3 separate regions of the Mus musculus genome follow, and regions 1 and 3 are each linked to region 2. A link is a contact called in public Hi-C data. All regions are on one chromosome and are shown on one strand. Each heading gives the region's core, a stretch centred on a gene start, on an enhancer-like site or on the middle of the called end of the contact. The rest is flanking DNA. Distances are from core to core; before and after follow the strand shown.

What was found. Hi-C and Micro-C count contacts between places; a contact is called where the count stands out from the background.
Region 1: a Hi-C map of embryonic stem cells shows a contact between it and region 2, with 2.0 times the contacts expected there. The contact joins two enhancer-like sites. A contact is called at or near these places in 1 of 39 promoter capture datasets (second pharyngeal arch cranial neural crest), 23 of 484 Hi-C or Micro-C datasets (CD8 T cells, the MC38 cell line, the N1E-115 cell line and 12 more) and 5 of 115 datasets of contacts at active chromatin or transcription factors (bone marrow-derived macrophages and embryonic stem cells).
Region 3: a contact with region 2 is called in a Hi-C map of embryonic stem cells, with 1.9 times the contacts expected there. The contact joins two enhancer-like sites. A contact is called at or near these places in 1 of 15 datasets of contacts at CTCF or cohesin (large pre-B cells), 34 of 484 Hi-C or Micro-C datasets (B cells, CD8 T cells, bone marrow-derived DN2 thymocytes and 9 more), 11 of 115 datasets of contacts at active chromatin or transcription factors (embryonic stem cells and stem cell-derived neural progenitor cells) and 4 of 9 other capture datasets (adipose tissue, embryonic stem cells, liver and 1 more).

The regions. Positions count from the first base shown.
Region 1 is chr4:83,299,805-83,304,272 of GRCm38.p6, reverse strand. All of the region lies in intron 1 of Ttc39b (tetratricopeptide repeat domain 39B), which reads left to right. Among named protein-coding and RNA genes, the nearest start is that of Gm23412, 16 kb to the right of the region's middle. Within about 2 kb of position 2,357, at least 76 of the 459 cell types and tissues checked have an H3K27ac peak or open chromatin away from gene starts, as enhancers often do. A contact at or near this core is called in the MC38 cell line and embryonic stem cells, where this site is marked.
Region 2 is chr4:83,436,366-83,441,046 of GRCm38.p6, reverse strand. Snapc3 (small nuclear RNA activating complex, polypeptide 3) reads right to left here. Exons shown (of 9, transcript NM_029949.4): 5 at 4,574-4,681. Among named protein-coding and RNA genes, the nearest start is that of Snapc3, 21 kb to the right of the region's middle. Within about 2 kb of position 1,771, at least 65 of the 459 cell types and tissues checked have an H3K27ac peak or open chromatin away from gene starts, as enhancers often do. A contact at or near this core is called in the MC38 cell line, differentiating embryonic stem cells and embryonic stem cells, where this site is marked.
Region 3 is chr4:83,254,568-83,259,160 of GRCm38.p6, reverse strand. Ttc39b (tetratricopeptide repeat domain 39B) reads left to right here. Exons shown (of 20, transcript NM_027238.2): 7 at 3,049-3,116. Among named protein-coding and RNA genes, the nearest start is that of Gm42307, 28 kb to the left of the region's middle. Within about 2 kb of position 1,475, at least 26 of the 459 cell types and tissues checked have an H3K27ac peak or open chromatin away from gene starts, as enhancers often do. A contact at or near this core is called in differentiating embryonic stem cells and embryonic stem cells, where this site is marked.

The sequences.
Region 1 (4,468 bases), core at 1,108-3,607, 140 kb after region 2:
AAGAGCACCCGACTGCTCTTCCGTAGGTCCAGAGTTCAAATCCCAGCAACCACATGGTGGCTCACAACCATCTGTAACGAGATCTGATTCCCTCTTCTGGAGTGTCTGAAGACAGCTACAATGTACTTACATATAATAAATAAATAAATCTTAAAAAAAAAAAAAAAAGAAAAACAAAACAAAACAAAGATTTAGCCAAGTAATATCAATGAAAATGAAATAATTTGCTCATCTATGCTAAATAAATCCAGTATATACAGCTGTAAAAGAGTTGCCTTTTCAAATGCACTTTATTATCTTCTATGCACTGCAGTGCACATCTTTTAGAATATCTTTTCTACACCCTCTGACAATTTATATGCAGCCATAGTGGCTCTTGATCACCTCCCCTCCCAAATGTAGAGCACATTTCATGTCCATACATACTCACTGCTCTGTGGAGTCACGCTATGTGCTGTTTGGCAACCTAGAGTATTTGTTTTGTAGTAATTTTGATTGTGGGTGATTAGTTTATTTTTTATTTTAAAGGTCTTAGAACTTCTCCCTTATGCTACAGCTTCTCCTCATACGGTTAGCTTTCACTTTTAAAAACACTGATCTGTGGGTAATGGGAGCTAACGGCTTGAGGTTAAGCTTTTCTTGAGAGCGACACCTGGTGGTTGGTTTATAATCTCTTCCCTTCCCCGTGCTTGCAGGAAATTCCGAAGAATCTTTCTGTGAACAGCTCCCTTTCTTGGTAGACACAACAGCCGCTATGCAGGCTCAGGTTGGTGCCACTGAAGCCCACACACTCCCAGAAGCCTGGAGATTTGATTGCATGTTCAAGGAGGCTCTTTTTATTTTTTTAATTTTTAATTTTTTAAATTTGATGTAATTCAAAGAGTTTATGACTTTGACCGTGTGCCAGCCTCTCTGCTTTACTCTTGAGGAGGCTGGATCCTAAAAAGATTGCATGTGTCAGTCAAGGTCACACTGCTCACTGGCGGCCTGAGGTCCTGTGACTCTGTGCTCAGGAGTTAGGCTTTCCATGCTGAAGTCAACTGTGGATTTTTTTTTTTCTTCTCTGTTCCAGGAGAGGCTCAGAGTCTTGGGTAGGATGAGGGGTTCTAGCTCTGTCTTCAGGAGTCAGCTGACTCATCTCATTTCTGAGGATGAATATCCCATGTCCCTGTATTGGTGGAGCCTGTTCTGAGTCAGGCCTGTTCTCTATGCACTGCGTCGCCAAAATCCTCACAGGACTTCTGGGAATGGGATGAGATTCCCGGCATAGCAACAGGAAATGGAGGATTAAAGGGCTAGACTTGCTTCAGGTCAGGGTTCACACCGAGACAGGCCTATCTCCCAAGCTAACTTGTATTTTCTCCATGCTCTACTGACAAAAGAAGTAAGTCATTAATGCATAATTACTTATAGTGCTCAGAGACAAACCTGCCCCCATGGGTGTTAGAGCATGTGACCCATAAATTTTCCACAGAGCCCTGTAGGAGGCTGGGAGGTTGGGTGGGTGGGGCTCATGCCATCACGTTGTGATTACCCCAGTAGGCACCCAGTGCCCTCGGCTCTCTGTAGGTATTGTAACTGTCCACCAATGTTCCCAGGTTACAAATGCTAACACTGGGATGGGTGGAAAGGGTTTGCTACAGCGAAGGAAAAGGGAAAAGGAGGGGCTAAGACTGTGTGGACCTTTCTATCCTGAAGTGATGGACCTCGGTGTGGTGGCACCGCACTTGACACACACCTTCCTCCAGGGTCATTAGGACCTCCAAGCCACCGTCCAAAGGGCCGCTCTGTACGCTCATCAAGTGCCAGCTCCGTGCCGTGGACAGGCAGCACGGTTTCTCACGTGTGAGAGGGAAAGGCATTTTTTGTCCTTTGACTTCGTTTTAAAAAATGAAGATCTTCACGATATTGTGAGTGAGTCATGTCTAGGCTGCTTCAGTGACTGAATCATCTGAATAGAATGCAGCTCATCAGAATGAAGCTTAGGAAAAATGAACTCATTTGATTGAGACAGGGTCTCTCTGCAGAGCCCTGGCTGTCTGTTCTCGCTATGTAGACCAGGTTGGCTTGGGACTTAGAGATCCAACTGCCTCTGCCTCCTGAGTGCTGGGATTAAATGCATACGCCACCACGTCTGTCCATGGTTCCTCCAATTCACGGAAGTGCTCAATTGAATCATTCCCACAGGGATGACTTAACCTACAATCCCAGGCTTTCATATCTGTGGGTTTAAAAAACTGTATGTTATTTGTAAAAATGAAGCTTTAAGCCTCAAAAGGCTTTCGCCCAATGCTTGTAGTCACAGCACTTAGGAGAGTGAAGGGATGGGCCTGGTGGGCAGGTCCTTTGAGCTCCAGGGTTCCAGATCTGCCTAGACAATGCAGTGAAAGGTTGTCTGAAGGAAACAAACAAAGAAGCCAGACATAGTGGCTTTTAATTTCTGAGTTTGAAGCTAGCCTGGTCTGCACAGTAAAATTTTAGGTCAGCCAGGGTGAAACCTTGTCTAAAATTCAAACCAAGCCAATTCCACAGAACTTCCATAGGTAACAAGAGAGCACTTTCCGGAGGGTAACTAGAGAACAAAGCAGTAAGGTCACCTTTGAAGAATGTGTGAAATTATATTCAGTTAAAAATAGCCAAGGCAGCCTCTGTCTTCAGTTAGTGATGTTACTGTTACACGATTAGAACTCTGTTTTAAAGAGCGTTTTGGTGTTTTGAGGTAGGTCTTTGCAGCCCATTTAGGCCTTGAATCTTCAGTCTTCCTACCTCAGTCTCTTGAGTGCTAGGATTAGAAATGTCTGCCAACACATGTGAATTTAAAATTGTCTGAAGCCCATTTTATTAACCGAAAGATCACCCCCCCACACACACACACAAATGAAAGTTGGATTTAAAGACCTTGGTTAGAGATCAACTGTGCTGCGCCTTTTTCTTCGTTTTCTTCCTGTTAGTCTGCTCTAATTGAGACGTTTGTAGCCCTTGAGACCTGGAGAAGGTTGTGTTTTGTTTTGTTTTTTTTTTTTTTTTTTTTTTTTGTATTTTTTTTTCCATTTTTTATTAGGTATTTAGCTCATTTACATTTCCAATGCTATACCAAAAGTCCCCCTTACCCACCCACCCCCACTCCCCTACCCACCCACTCCCCCCCGGTTGTGTTTTGTTAACTGCCAGACCTAGCAGTAGTTACCGGTGGGGATCTGGAGGTGGTCTCTGCAGAATTAGCTTTTATAGCTTCTGACGAAGAGCCCCGTGGTTCAGTTTAGGTTCACATAGGACTTGCTTTGATTTTCTTTTTCTTTTATTTATTTTCTGAGACAGAATTTTGCGATGTAGGTCTGACTGACCTAAAACTCGATTATATAATAATGTTCTTACATTAGATAATAGAATTTAAGATGACTCAGAAGAAAAGCAGAGAACAGTTTTGTTGAAGTTTGAGAGGGAAAACAAACAAACAAAAACAAACAGCAAAAAACAGGGCAGGCAGGCTGCCAGTCGGGAGTAGGTGGGTAAGAAGAAAGTCAAGCCGTTTGAATTAAGGCCAGAGAAGCTGGGAAGCTGGCAGGCATTAATGGAAGAATAGAGTTGCTGTGTGTGTTCAGAGAGTGGGATGCCTAGAGCATCAGTCAAGCTGATTTAGGATCTTTGGCTGGTATCTGGAAAGGAGACGGAAGGAAGAAGCTATGGTTGTGAGATAGAACTTGGAGCCTCAGGCAGGCTTAGTGAGCAGTGGACGGCTGTTGTAGCCACCTAGAGACATGCTACTTGCTCTGAAAGTACACACCTCACTGAGAGGACAGCTGTTACTCCCATTAAAAAAAGCTTTTTTTTAAAAGGCTTATTTTTATTTATGTATCTCTCTGGGTCCATGGTGCCCACAGAGGCTCTAAGAGGGTGTTGGAACAGTTGGAGCCGGAGTTACAGGTGGTTGTGAGCTCCCTGATGCTGATGCTGAGAACAGAACTCAGGTCCTCGGCAGGAGTGGCACCGAAGGATGCTCCTGACAGCTGAGCATCTCTCCGACTCCACAGTCATCTTTTAATATCTTTTAGGAGTATTGGACAGATTGCCAAGTGATGGATAGACCCACATGGGTTAGGCCTTCAAGGGAAGGAGAAATAGTATTTCTTTGTGACCTTATACTACCTGGGTGGTATGCTGCCACCCAGGCTAGAGGTACAACTCAGGTCCCATTCTTTTCAGCAAAAGTCACAGAACAGAGCTGATTAAAGCGAATGAAAGCAGAACAAAAGGAAATATAGGCATGGGTTACCAGGAGGAGTGGTCTTCTCTTCGTAGGCGTCCACTTGCCTCATACCTCCATTGCCGTTGTCACTGTGTTGCTGTGTATGAGTCCAGCCAGTGCCGGGGTGTGTGTCAGGGCAGGGTGCCAGAGAACAACTTCAGAGTTTTTTTTCTCTCCTGTCTTTTGTGGGTTCTGGGGATTGAACCCAAGTTGTGAGGCTTG
Region 2 (4,681 bases), core at 522-3,021:
AAAATAAGGGTCCAAGGGCTAGTGAGATGGCCCAGGGGTAAAGTGACTGGTGATAAGCCTGGGGGACCTAAGTTTGATCACTGGGTGCTCAAGGTAGAAGGGATGATGGACCCGCGCTCACAAGTGGTCCCTGGCCCTCCACACATGGGCATGGCACACACTTGTATGCAAACATATACAAATAAAGTATAAGAAAACATAGAAAAAGCCGGGCGTGGTGGCTCACGCCTTTAATCCCAGCACTCGGGAGGCAGAGGCGGGTGGATTTCTGAGTTCGAGGCCAGCCTGGTCTACAAAGTGAGTTCCAGGACAGCCAGGGCTATACAGAGAAACCCTGTCTCGAAAAACAAAACAAAACCAAACAAACAAAAACAAAAAAAGAAAAAGAAAACATTGAAAAGGTAAATGATCTAGAGCTAGGCATAGCAATGCATAAGAATAATCCCAATGTTAAGAAGGCTAAGGCAAGAAGACTGCTGTGAGTTTGGTGTCAGTTTCTGCTACATAGTTCTGGGCAAGCCTGGGTTACACAGGCTTGTAGACTCTCTGTTTTAAGATGGATGGATGGATGGATAGATAGATACATGCATGCATGCCCTAACCATAACTAATGCCTCATTTTGGAAACAAAGTTTGATATACATACAATTTTGTTGATCATACAACACTTGTATAAACCTCCACTAGAAGTGACTTGAACACCTTAATGTCTTCTCACATAATTGCTTATTTACAAAGAAAACTCTAGAACAAAAGTAGTTTTCACCAATAATAACCTCTCCTCACTGTACAAAGAAGTAACAGATGGGCAGGTTTAGTAACCCACATGCAATGCCAGCACTTCTGAAGCTGAGGCAGGAGAATCACAAATTCCAAGCAGCATGGGCTACACTGGAAGACAGTGTATTTGATACTTATTCAGAAAGTACTTGTACTGTTTACATGTTTGTTTTAAAAATACAGTTCCATTCTCAAGGCAATTATTAAAAAAACAAACACTGGCAAATCCTCCTCTACTTCAAAGCTAGAGAGACTTAATTAAATGCATTAGAGTTATCCAAGTCCTGGCACATCAACAACAGCCATCTAGCTCACTCTAAGAGCTGCAACTCACTGTCAAACCAGTCTACAACAGCTAGTGGAATACATGCCAGGAAACCAACAAAAACATAGAACACGGGGTCTTATTTTCACTTTTCTTTGAGGTACAATGGTGCTTAACACAAAAAACACTTCTGGAAAAAGCTACGAAGTATTGAACAGAGGCTCATTATACTATTCTCTATATTGATTACATATTTGAAAATTTTCCAACAGAAACCTTACAAATGAGAAAAAATAACCCCCACAGCCAACAATACTGTAAAATAAAAATGTCAATGAAATAGTCTTTCTAAGGCTCATAAAGATGTTAGCCTCAGCCGGGTATACACATTTAATCCCAACATTTAGGAGACAAAGGCAGGTGGATCTCTGAGTTGAAGGCCAGCTGGTCTACAAACCAAGTCCAGGGCATCCAGGACTATTACACAGAGAAAACCTGTCTTGAAAAAAACAAAAACCAAAAACCCCAGTAACAACAGCAGAAAGATGTTAAATTCAGTCAATACTTCATTCATAGGAATCTGTCCTTCTAAATGCTTTTAACATCATAAACACACATTTCTAAGCCATTGCTGAAGAACAAAAAGGAAAACAGATTTCTGAACTGATACATTCATCTCCCACCAGGCCCTGTGCTAGAAGCTGCTGGTGAGTGAGTGAATCACACCGTGCTTCAGCAGTCATTCACAGCGGGCGGCAGGGCAGGGCAGGGCAGGGCAGGGCAGGGCAGGGCAGGGCAGGGCAGAGAAGCTGTGGGCTCAGAAGGAGAAACGAGAACCCGACTCTAGCCCCCACCACTGATGGCTGAGCTTGAGCAGCTCAGGATGACTATGCTCTTTTCTTATAAAAATGGTGACAATTCTTTTAAGGCCAGCATACACTAGGCACATGACATGTGCTCAATGATCAGAGTATTATTTTAGTAGACAAACAAAGAATGTAGCCACAGATGTGTAAATATTAAGACAGTAGGGGCTAGAGAGATGGGTTAGTGGTTACAAGCACTTGTTGCTGGAATGAACTACATATCTGCTCTTACCAATGCTGATAGGTTACTATAAAAAGGGATTCTTCATGGTAATCTTTTCTTTTTGAAAGAAAAGAGCTCTGTATCTCTAGCTATCCTGGAATTTGCTATGTAGACAAGTGTTAGAGAATATTTGATTACACTGTGAACCCGAGACTGTTATTTCCTGGGAATTGCTGGTTGTGGTACCTCAGCTCTTAGCACACATCTTTAATCCCAATCAATGAAGGTAAGCCACCCATGTTTAAAAGTGAGTGACAGACGTGATGAATCAGAGAAAGATTTGACGGACTAGGATATGACAGCCCCCCACCAGGAGAGAGGAAAAGAAAGCTACTTAAGGGACAATGCAGAAAATGAAAAAGGCAGTTTTACTGGAAGAGTCTTACAGAGAGAGACAGGTTGAAGAGAACAAGCTAGACAGAGGTGAAGGCAGAAAGAGCCATAGAATGACAAGGAGACAGAAGATTTGCTATGAGGCCAGGCAGAGCCATTCAGCAGATGCAGAGAGAGAAGCCAGACTGAATCAGTGAGCCTGGAGAAGAGTCTGAGCCAGGACAGCTGAGTTGAATCAGCCAGCAGGAGTTCAGAGAGAACTAGAAAGGGTGAGCTGATTCAGCAGAAAGTCTCTGAGGCTGGAAACATTCTAGGCCTAGATTATGATTGTACAGAGGCTAGAAGCTTCCAGGACCAGGCCTAGGTTAGCAGATGGATGCAGTAAGCCTCTGAGATGACAATTACATCAGGGGGGAAAAATACTTTTACAGATCAGTCTGGTCTTGAAATCAGAGATCTGCTTGCCTCCACCTCCTGAGTGCTGGGATTAAAGACATACACCACCATACCCAGCTCACATTAATCTATTTATAGTTACACCTTCTTTTTTGGTAGGGTTAAGAAAGCTTTCAAGCCGGGCATGGTGGCGCACGCCTTTTAATCCCAGCACTCGGGAGGCAGAGGCAGGTGGATTTCTGAGTTCGAGGCCAGCCTGGTCTACAAAGTGAGCTCCAGGACAGCCAGGGCTACACAGAGAAACCCTGTCTCGAAAAAAAAAAAAAAAAAAACAAAGAAAGAAAAAAAAAAAGAGAGAAAGCTTTCAAAAGATTGATGCTTTCTCCCTTGGAAAAAAAAAAAAGAGAGAGAAACCTATTTCCTTAAAATTCCATTTGTTTCTCTTTATCATTGCAGTTACCTCCACAAGCACTGACTCAGAAGTTCAGTAGAGTTTAAGGATCTTAAAACCATTTTCAACATAACCACAAACATCTAGTGTAATCTCTTCATGAGCCATGATGCTCATCTCCATGTCAGTCACTGAACATGGTGGGTCTGTAAGACAGAGACACAAACAGCACCAGGACATTATACACATGAAAAGCCTGCAACCAAGTCTGTAAATGTGACCATGATTCGGCTGCCACCCCCATGCATGGTGATATGCTTCTTAACACACTGAAATGCTCAAAACAGGAGCAGGGAGAAGACACACATTCACTGTGTAAAGCCTAATGAGTGTCAGTTAACGGGACTCAAAATCAAAGAACTAAAACTGTGCATAGCTGATGGAGACAGGAGCCTGACTTTTGATCCTTTTCCAAGTTCTATCTGCATCCTACTTGTTTCAGCTGTCCTTTCATGGGCCTGCAGAGATGCCCTCTCCTTAGTGGGCAAGGAAACCCAGGGTCCTCTGCCAGGGCTGCACCACGAGAAAGAACCAGATCAATTCTGTGTCTTGTGATTCAGCAATATCAGGCTGTTGCGTTTGCTTAGGTTGGTAAACCCTCACTTCTGAGGGGCTGGGCAGCCTGCTCCTCTTCAAGAGGTGCTGAGGCATTTTTGTCTCACAAGTCGTGCCCCTGCTGGGAAACAAGCTCATGAAGAGATTACACTACATGTTTGTGGTTATGTTATGGGAAAGGTCAACTCTGCCATCATCCGACACCAGCCCGTGTACTTTTCAGCCCTTCAAGCAGTGACTAACAGGTGCAAATGACTCTTGGCCAACTTCAAACTTTTCCTGGAGGTAGTAAAGGTGGAGTGAAAATCTCAGCATTTTAAACAGGAAAGAATGAAGAACAACGCCAAAGCAACAATAAGGCTGAGCCTATAACTCAGTTCTAATGCTTACGTGGTTTAATCCCTAGGACCAACAAATGAATGAATAAGGAAGCTGCAGTGCTACTTCACTGTGACTGTTAGACAAGGGGAAAGAGCGGTCAGAGGACAGTGTCATAGAACAGTTGTAATGGTGAGAAGTGAGAATATGTACACAATGCTGCCTCTGAAAGGCTCTATGGACAGCAGACGGAGAGACGAGACCTCAGTGCACAACAAGGACAATGAGAACACGCATTCAACACTTAGGACCCTGCTGGAGCAATCACTACGGGTTCCTTTGCTGCTATTCCTTCTTTTTAAGGGGGAAAGGGAAGGTCATCTTACTTTGCTGATGTGCTCAGGGGCTTGGTCTGGCGCGTTGCTGAATTCTCCACCGATCTGGAGGTCACTGACACAGCAAATTGAATCTCTCAGTTCTGTGAGCTTCTGACT
Region 3 (4,593 bases), core at 226-2,725, 180 kb after region 2:
CCAGGCACCCTCTTGGTGCATTCCTTAGCATTATCCCCCTCTCCCCCTTTTGTGTTTAACTGATGTCCACAGAGAGAAAGGCCAAGGTGATCCAGCTGTCAGAGCAGCATGGGAACTGGTCTGCTTTTCCTAAACCACTGCTCTTCCGCTGTCCCCATGTTCTCCCGTGGAGGGCTGGGAAACACCTTACATGGCTGATGGATCACGTGTGGAAAGTCAGCGATGCTGTGCTCTGGTTTCCCCTTGTTGCCTTTAAACAGAGCAAGTTAGGAAATCTGGACTTTCCACTAAATATTGAAAAATTAACTGGCCCATGTCTGTAGCTTATTCTGAACTATAAATATCTTTAGATTAGTACAAAAAGGATGTTTAGCTAGCTTTTTGAGTGCACCATGAATTTTTTCATGGACTAAGGAATTTACAATTAAGGTGTATGTTGGTGAAGAAATTACTCAGTGTAAATCAGTCACAGTGAAGGAATAAAGCGAAATACATGAAGTTCCATCTTATTTCCAGTGTTTTTGCTTCTGAGGGCATCCTAAACAGACTTTTAAGTTTGAAGGGTGTTTTAGTTTGCTTTCAATTGGTGTGACAAACACCCTGACCAAAATCAAGATGGGGAGGATGCATTACAGTCCCTTATCAGGGGAAGCTGAGGCAGGAACTAAAACCACCCAGGACCACCTGCTGGGCCAATCATCCATCAAGAAAATGCTCCGCAGACTGGCCTATAGGCAGCCTGATGGAGGTTAGTTTCTCCCATTGAGTTTCTTCTCTCTAGATAACTAATTTATGATAGGTTGGCAAAAACCAAACCAGAACAACAGGGCACGGCAGCACACTGTCGCTTTAGTATAGGATTTGTTTTCCTGTTGGTAATTTTTGTTTGCATGGTCCAGTTTCTCTCTGTGTTCAGGAATGAGTATCTCCATGGCGGTTTTCATGGACCTGGTGTGGAACACTCTTGCTCCTCTCCTCCCATGACTGGTGGCTGGTGCTGAACAGCTCATTTCAGAGAGTGCGATGCTTAAGTGAGGTGCAGAGCTTGGAATGTGGGAAGAGAGTCGGTAGGGAGAATACTTACACGGGAATTACAGAGTCCAGACTCTCCCTGCTTTGTCTCATATCCTTTGTATTATTGGATACCAAAGTCTGTCTGTCTTTGGTTTAGTCGCCCTTCTGCTCAGGCCTTGATGAGGACCTGCTGTTTAGCCCACCGCCAACTGTAGCCTTCGGCACTGCCCCTGTGCCAGCCTGCTGCCTTCTCCTCCCCTCCCCTCAGGAACCTCATGCTATAGCCAGAGGCTCCCCATTGCCCCTTTGGGAGGGCGCCTGCACTTTCTTGCCTTCTATCTTCTGGTCCTCAACCAGTGCTGACCTTTCCCTTCCCCTCTCCTGCCCCAGGCCAGTCATCTGTTCTCAAGGTGGCATTGGCATTGATAACCCCAGGCGGTTGTCACTTTGTAGCAGTTACCCAGTGTAGCTGTCCAGCGGCCATGGGTGAACTGGGTTTACCTGAAAGCGGGGCTGGAAATGAAAGGACGGGTATGAGAGAAGGGCGAAGCCAAGTCAAAGGTTCAGAGCTTGGCTCAAAGTTTAATTCTGCAGCACCAAACCCATCTTTTGTTTCAGCTGGATTATGTTGCAAAGTAAGCTCAGCGGGCAGTCTATTCCTCTGAATTCCTGTAGGAAGTTGCAGGTGCAGCAAGGAGGACGACTCCACCTAGGTCAGAAAGCCCACTGTGGCACACACTCAAGATCTGTTTAGCCTGCTCAAAAGGCTGGGCGAGGGAAGGGCATAACCTAGGACTCGGCTAGTCAGGTGGTGAAAATCATCTGCTAGTTGGCATTCCTGTGAAGGTCCTGAAAACCCAGAGGCATACTCTGAGGGAAGGCGTCCTGGAGACTGGATCGTGACTGGTGGCAGTGCCAGGATGCACACAGACAACACCGTGTCCTGGTGGTGTCTTCTACCCCATCTCCCTGCCTGTTTCTGAGGAACTTAGCTGCATAGTACTTTTCACAAATTGAACATTTAAGTTGAGTCAGTATGAGAGAGCCCGTGGGCCATGTGTGTGTAAATGAAGGAAAACCTCTATTTTATCTAGTTTGGCCAGCAGTGTTCCCAGTGACGCAGATTGCCTCCTGTTGCGTCAGCACTTGAATTAAAAAGGCCCTGTGCCGCCTTCTGAACCTTAACCAAGAAGCACAGACTCGGGCCAAAAACAATAATGGTCAGAGTTGCCAGCATTCATCAAGGCTGATTGTGTGCGCGCGCGCGTGTCTGATAAGCGCTACAGGCAATACTCATTTAATCCATGGTTGCAAAGTAGAAGCATTATTACTGGACCATATAAATGAGGAGACCAGCAGAGAGGAAAGGCAGGCCTGAGCAGTACCCTGTACTAGCATGAAGCAGAATCTTCCCTCCAAGCTCAAATAACACACCAATTTCCACAGACAGCAGAGGCCCCGTGGTGTCCTCTACTCCATGGAGATAGGAATCTGATGGTTTTGTTCATGTAGAAACATAAAATTCTCTCTCTCTCTGATCTCTGCAAATACAGCAGACTGTCCAGGACACCAGGACATGTTGGGTGGTGCATATGTCGCTGGGCTGGCCTGGCTCTGGTAATTCCTTTTTGTGAGCACACATGGGTTCAGGGGTGATTCATGCCTATAGTACCAAGAGGCTGAGGCAGGAGGATTGCCGTGAGTTGAAGGACAGTCTGGACTACAACTAGTACTGCTTGGGCTCCAAGTGAGACCCTGTTCAGACAAACAGTCGGTTTCCTCCTCTTCTCGAGCCTCTCTCTGCTGGTAATGTTAGCTGGAGGTGAAGATGACCTTAACCATTCACACGATCCAGGCTTATCCAGGAACAGGCCATCCTGTTTCTCTGGAAGCATGGATGCCATCTCGGCTTTTGCGTCTTTCTTGGGCTTATCTATCTTCCACGATTTTCAGAATGTTTTAAAACAATACTGTTTCTTAATATCAATGTATTTGTTTTTAATAGAGTAATATCAATGTATTTGTTTTTAATAGAGGAGATGCATGCTGAGATCTGTTACGCCGAGTGTCTCCTACAGAAAGCAGCACTCACATTTGTGCAGGTAATAACCGTCTGGCTGAATACTGGGGTTGGGCAGGAAGCCTGCCAGCGCTGTACAGAGCACGGTAAATGTTGCTCAGCCTGTGTTAGCACTGAAGCTTAGAGTGGTAATAAAAGATATTTGTTTCCGTCCCCTCCCCCCCCTGCCCCCTCCTTCCCCTTTCTTACGTTGGTTTCCAGACAGGGTCTCACTGTGTAGCCCTGGCTGGGCTAGAACTTGTGAAGATCACTTGTCCCTGCCTCCCAAGTGCTGGCCACTACCTGGAAAGAACAGTTTTTAGAAGTTAAGGAGTCATTATGAGGCCCTACATTTCACGCTTTACGTACACGTGTGTGCCCCAATGCTGTTAGAAGCATGGGTTTTACATTATGACCCGATGATGACTATGTCCCGATGAGGGCGGGAGTAGAGATGATAAGCCAGCAGAAAACAGTCTCAGAGTCTTGATTTTGAAAGTTACTTCTCCAGGTTTGTTTGTTTGTTTGTTTGTTTAGGTGGTAATAGTGGTGGTATTTTTCCCATGTTAGCTTAGATTCGGTTCCGTAAAACTGAGTCAGGGTAGTGTCCTGTTCCCCGAAGCCCTGTACATTAATTACCCAGGCGGGTTGACGGCATTCTCGCCATGTCAGTAACGTCACATTGAATCACGGAGGCACCTACTCTTCTCCCTATGTGTTTTCCAAGTGGGGTTTTGACCGGTTTTTTAGGTTTAAACTTTGTTTTGTAACTGAGGAGTTGAACTCCAACCTCTTAGAAGTGTCCACTCCTCCTCCTCCCTCATGTCTGCTTGTGGTTACTTCCGTGTATCTGTGCTTTGGCTGGGTTAGGATCTGCAGCTCCACCCCTTTCTCGGTGCTCCCACCACCTTTGCTCCTGCAGAGGTACTCATAAGCTCCGCCCCTTCCCCGTGCTCCCACCACGAATCCCGGCTCCTGTAGTGGTGCTCATCAGCTGCTGAAGGGTTGGTTGTACAGCGGCTGAGTGACTGTCCCTGGTTTCTTGTTACTTTTCGTTTATCTCGCATTCTGTGATTGATTCTCACTCAGAAAGGAGCCTCTGTCTTGTTATGTTGGTGTTCTGCTTCTGCATTCCGTGGCTTTCTTGGACTCTGTCAGGGTTCTGTATCAGAGTATCACAGATTGGGAAAGTGTTTCCAGGGTTGTCCTCAGGTGCTACTGATCCTTGCTCACGCAGGGGTCAAAGTGGCTCCCCTCCCGCTCGGCCCCTTTCTCTTCTGCGGTAGTGCTGTGTTAGCTCTCATCTCTGTACTCGCAGATGGCCCCGCGTGGTCTTTAATGCTTCCTGGTGCGTCCAGTTGAGGTTTCCTTTGCATATAAACTTCAGGATCGCTTTGCCTTCCTTCCCCGAGTCTGTCCTTGTGTTTTCTTGGTTTTCTGGTTGATTCCATGCTCCACTTTGTGTTTTCTTGACACCCCACGGGTGTGTGCATGTCCCCATCGTGGCGCGGGTCTCCATC